2 separate regions of the Anas platyrhynchos genome follow, and region 1 is linked to region 2. A link is a contact called in public Hi-C data. All regions are on one chromosome and are shown on one strand. The core of a region is the stretch at or near the end of the contact, and the rest is flanking DNA. Distances in the headings are between cores, read along the strand shown. Region 1 has its middle 8.6 kb from the start of MTUS1. Region 2 holds the start of PDGFRL (platelet derived growth factor receptor like).

Region 1 (2,700 bases), core at 183-2,682, 150 kb after region 2:
TACAGCAGCTTTTGGCAGGATTCTGCACTACTTGCTCAAAGGGGATCTGTTAAAGGTGAAAAGCCTGACAACTGGAGAATAAAAACCTTTCCTCTTCTCTTTCCCCACCCTCTCTAACATGGATGGATGAATTCTGGTGTTAACGAAGGGACAGCATGTGCTTTTGATTTTGTGAGGGAAACTGAATGCTGGTCTGGATGTATGAAAGGTTGCTGTATATACAATAAAAGATTGGGGGAAAATGAGCAAAGAAAACACAAAATAAGCCTTTTGTGGATGTCATTTTTAAGAAATGGTATGCATCCAATGGGAGCAAGAAAATAAATGTAATTTTAAGATTTTTTCTTTCCTGGGTAGTAAGACAAGCCAAAAGAAGAAAATGAGAAAACCCGTATGGATGGAATCTAGAGTGAAAATAATCCAATGGGAGAAAAAAATACTTTTTTTAATTTTTATTTTTAATTTGCACTTATTATGTTTTAGTCCATGTTTTTCCTACAGCATGGATCACTTAGAGGTCTTATGTGAATTCATGTCTGAAACAATCCCTAGTTTCCTTAGAACAGGTTTGATGAAGTATTATTTTTGCTCCACATTTCAATACTCATTCTAACTAACCAAAGAAGTGTCGCTTGGGAAAAAAACAAAGCCTACCAACTAACCAAACAAAAACCACCTTAATTGCAACAGCCTGGAAGACTGTTGCTCTTGGTGTGGTTTTAATGGCTGGACAGGCCTTACATTAAAAAAAAATTTAGTCCTGTCTAGGATTTCCCTTCAAACCACTTGACCTTCCAAAATGGGCAAGGCTTACTGCTGAATCAGGTACATCTGAAACAGAGAAGAATATTATCTTGTTGGAAAACTGCAGGTGAATGAGAAAGGTATTGCATGTGTTATGTTTGTACAGCACTCTTCACCCGAGATACAGTAGGATTTCACTATGAAATTGTGGTATTGGTATTTCATACCATTAAGACAGCGCAAATAAACAAAGTTTAAAATAAACTAGATAAATTTTGAAGTAATATTTTAGGCATATGTTATTTTTGTCTATTGTGCTGATTCAGGGATTAATTGGAAGTATAATGAACTGTAACAAAAGAAAAGTCTAACATGAAGTTACAAAACATTACATTGTCTGGGCAGTCTATTTCTTTGTTTTCACTTCAGTTCCTTTTTCTGATAGCCCAGTAGTCCTGGACAGTAGGAGGAAAAGATAAGTTGTAGTAGGAATGAAATGTTAGTTTAGGCATGACTAACTACTTGTTTTCCCTTAGCTGAACTTAAAGGCTAGCATGTAGGTCAGCCACCAGGATGCCAGATATCAGAATCTTCTGAAGGCAGAAGTCAGTTTACTTGCAAAAGGGATTACACAAACATGCACGTTTTCTGTTGTGACGGGCTTCTGAGTCACAGCTGGAATGTGCAGTGGAGAAGTACTCATCCCTGCTGTCCCACATGGCGCCCTCCTTAACCACAATCCCTTGCTCAGCCTCCTATTAGTGGGTATTTGTTAGTTTTTGTACTTTTCCACAGTCTGAAATGAACTCCGGAGCAACAAACAGCATTTTCTAAGCCCCTATGTGCTACTAGAATTCTCTAAGGAATCCTTGTTTGTATGGCTTTTTTTCGTACTTTGTGTATCATAGGAGACAGACTCTGAAATACCACACCGTGCACATCGACTTCTGCTTCTGGATTTCATTTGCCATTTACAGTGAGCAGCCTGCAATGCGCTTTAAATGGCTGTACCAGGCACCACTCACATTAAGGGTCACCGATCTCCTCTCTCCGTGCATACTGATATAATGGATGGTGGTGCCAGCTTCAGCTGATTACTTCCTGCTCTCTAGTTCTGCTGTCTCCGTGGAAGCTGAAGCTGCAGACTTCCTTAATTAATCATACTGGTCTGGAAATTGAAGACAATAAGGCCTAAGTACAGTGGAGCCTTCTGCTATAGTCAGCACTTTTTTGCTTTAAATACATGGTTTGGATGCAAGCTATCAGTGGTAATTTTCAGGGAGAACTCTGGGCATTTTAAATATACCCTGAAATACTTGCACACTACACCTTTTCCCAGAGGCTGAGTTCTTCTTTCCACAAAGAGCTTCCCAAACTGAGGCATTCTGCTGCCTTAAAGCAGAATGCACAAAACTCTTAACAATCTGTATTGTATATCATCAAGGAAATGCTGCTAGCAAGGTTTTATCCAAGTGAAAAACCTGAGGATTCCTGATCATCACAAGGATCAGACATAACTAGTAGCCTAACCTAGTAACAGGACTAAACTTAGTCCTTGAATTACATGTTTCTTCAGGAGGTTTCAAGGTGCTCTGTAAAACAGCCGAACGGTATTTTTCTCCTGTATGAGGAGAGATTATCAAAGGGCTCAGTGACTTGCTATGTGGTACAACAAAAATCAGAGATGGTGGGGACAAACATTCAGTCTCACTCTCATAACTGCATTTTGAATTTTAGGTTTCATTTCTTCATTTCATGCATTTAGTGTCTTTTTTTTTTCTTCTTTATAGTGAGAAAGTGACATCAATGGATCAGAATGGTTCCATTTTTTTCCTCTGCCTTCCAAAATGTGTACGTCCCAGAGAAGGGGTTTTAATTTTGGTAAGATGTTCTCCTCCCACTTTGGTTGGGCTCCTCGATGGTAAAACAGACAGTGAAATAAATGGTACTGCAGTA
Region 2 (2,700 bases), core at 21-2,520:
GGGCTTTTTTTTTTTCTTTTGTATTAACAGAAAGCAAAGCGTGAAATATGTTACATATCTTTAAGAACAGTTATGTGTATCATTTTAAAAACAGTAATGTTTATATCCATTTTAACTTTTCTGGTTCATATGTACATTGTAGTGATAATTTCTGTATTATGTGCTGCTGAGCATTTAAAGTATAGATAGAATGATTATCATGCCACGTAAACTACAAATTTATATTTCTTTGAAGTGCTCTAGCCAAAATGAAAAGTCTTGAATTTTTATGAATGTAAAAATGCATATATTTAAAAATATGGTGCTTGTTTGTTTTTTTTTTTTTTTCCACTTTTTCAACAGCATTAGAATCAGCAATATTTCTCGTTACATTAGTTCTAAATTCTAATGGAAATTATGTTGCTCTTCATTTACTGTAAAATGTGCTTCATGGGATAACAATTGTGCATTTGTCCTGTATTTTTTAAATAAAGCTGAATATCACTTGTACGTACATCATACAACACCTCTAACTTCAATCACCACTGTAGTTGTAGTAAATACTAAAGTAATACAGTGACTTAATAATCACTAGTGTGTCATCATGTCATGACATTATACTAACCATAACTCACTTGTAATAAATAGCGTCATAGTTCCTATACTTTTTGTAGAGGAGAAAAAAAAAAAACTGTTTTATGTTTAAATCCTTTATTTTTTCCAGTGGTCTGGGGATGGGCAGAGTAGAAGTGTGTGTTTCATACTTGCGTCTAAGCACTCAAGAACTCATCAAAACACAGCATAACACCCTCTGATTTGGGCGTTTCGACTTATGGTGCCAAACCAGAGCTGATGTTAGGTTTGACTTCCAGAGGGAGCGAGTAGTCCTCGGCATTCACCTTGCTCAATCCTGAAGCACCCTGCAGTGACCCTGCACGTAGAAGCCTCTATAGGCTGATGGCAACCACCAGTGCACAGCCACATCTGGCAAAAGGGTCACTGATGAGCTAATCAAGATAATTAGCTTCCACACGTGCAGAGCAGATCATTACGTGCAGCAGCACTGAAAGCAGAGCCAGCCCTCGACCAGAGGAGGCAGCTGGAGAAGCGGAGCTTTTTGGGGGCCCCCTCTGCCACCCTCTCCAGCCTTATGGGGAGCGGTGGAGACGACGGAGCTGCGAAGTGCGCCATGTGAGCCGAAGCAGGTGCCAGGCAGGCAGCAGAGCCCAGCAGACCACCCGACGGGGCCAGGTCAGCGCTGCGCCCTCTCCCCGTGAGGTGCCGGCCCGGGGCTCCCCGCAGCCGCCGGCTCCTCCCCGCGGGGCCCCCGCTGCCGCTGCCGGGCCGCCTCCATCGCCGCGCCCGCCCCGCCTCAGCCCAGCGCCCCGACCGCTCTCGCCATGCGGTTCTGGGTGCTCCTCAGCCTGCTGCTGCTGCAGGACGCGCTGCCGCACGGTGAGCCGCCGCCACCCCTCTCGTCCCCCTCTCGTCCCCCTCGCACCTTGCCTCGGGCTCCCCCGGCTGCTTCCCCTGCACCCTGCCCCGCCGGGCGCCCCCCGCCCGCCGCCATGAGGGACCCCGCGGCGGGCCGGCGGCCATTTCGGGGAGCCCCCACAGCGAGCCGCGGGGCCGAAATGGGGCTGCTTCGTCCAGGGCGGAGATTTGGGGTGCGTGTAGGGGGGCGTCGTCGGAAACACCAGCTGCCCCTCTGCTGCCTCGCTGTTTTAGCCAGCTCTCAGGTCCCTGCGCCTGTCCCGAGGAGGCTTAGTGCTGCGCGTGGCGCTCAGTTTAAAAAATAATTATAATCAATGTCACTTGTGAGGGAAAGAGTGATGCTTCAGCCCCCGGGGTGTGCCTGGACGTGGTTGTCACAAACCCGTCTCCCACCCCAGGTCTGTTTGAGGCATCCTTTGCCATGGAGCAGGCGTCGTGTCCCCGCATGGTGCTGGTGGAAGGTTCTGGGTGCAAGTGGGTCAGTTCCTGCATGGCAGGCATCGGTCCTTCCTCCTTTCTTTCTTTCTTTCTTTTTTTTTTTTTTTTTTTTTTTTTTTTAACTTTGTTCTTGACTCAGTTTTATGTTGCGATGAACTCCTGGCAGGGGAAGGAGTTAGTTTTTGACTGGGGAAGAAAGCTCCTAACCAACTTCTCTGTTACTCATACTTGTGGGCTCTAGCCAGTGGCTTGTGCTCCTACTCTGAAAACGTCAGTCATTGTGTGATCTGCTGGTGGAGAGGGCAGCTGAAGTAAAAATTGAAGCATTGTCCCCTCCTGCTGCCATTTCCCATGTGTTGTCAGGAAAAGATTTGGGAGTGAGGTCTGTCAGCATGGGGAGGCTGTGTGACAGTGAGGATTTGTGGAGAAACCTGAGCCAGGCTCTGAGATGCACCATGCAAGGAAAAGAGGCAGCTGCCACAAGTGGCCCAGGACATAAGGGAAAAAATTATAGTAAAAACATAAAAATTCTTCACCCTGAGAGCTGTTAAGCCCTGGAAATAGTTATCCAGGGAGGTTGTAGAGTCTCCAGGCTGAGAGATTGTCAAAGTGCCCTGAGAAACTGGACTAGGGTAGGAAGGAGCTTCCAGATGTCCTTCCCAGCCTAATTTTTCTTACGACTGTATGCAAAGGGATTGCAATCTGGGCAAGGAGCTGCTGTACCATTGTGGCGTAGAAGATTTCTGCTTAAAGATGGGGTGTGTGGGTGTGTAGTACCACATCAAGAAA

The links. Hi-C and Micro-C count contacts between places; a contact is called where the count stands out from the background.
Region 1: a Hi-C map of liver shows a contact between it and region 2, with 3 times the contacts expected there. The contact joins the enhancer-like site here to the promoter of PDGFRL in region 2. A contact is called at or near these places in 4 of 8 Hi-C or Micro-C datasets (liver, skeletal muscle and subcutaneous adipose tissue).

What each region holds. Positions count from the first base shown.
Region 1 is chr4:21,328,564-21,331,263 of IASCAAS_PekinDuck_T2T, forward strand. No RefSeq gene overlaps it. Among named protein-coding and RNA genes, the nearest start is that of MTUS1, 8.6 kb to the left of the region's middle. Within about 2 kb of position 1,433, at least 3 of the 8 cell types and tissues checked have an H3K27ac peak or open chromatin away from gene starts, as enhancers often do.
Region 2 is chr4:21,181,731-21,184,430 of IASCAAS_PekinDuck_T2T, forward strand. It overlaps PDGFRL (platelet derived growth factor receptor like), which reads left to right and starts at 1,271. Exons shown (of 6, transcript XM_027456180.3): 1 at 1,271-1,434. The coding sequence starts at 1,380. It overlaps SLC7A2 (solute carrier family 7 member 2), which reads left to right. Exons shown (of 12, transcript XM_027456179.3): 12 at 1-489.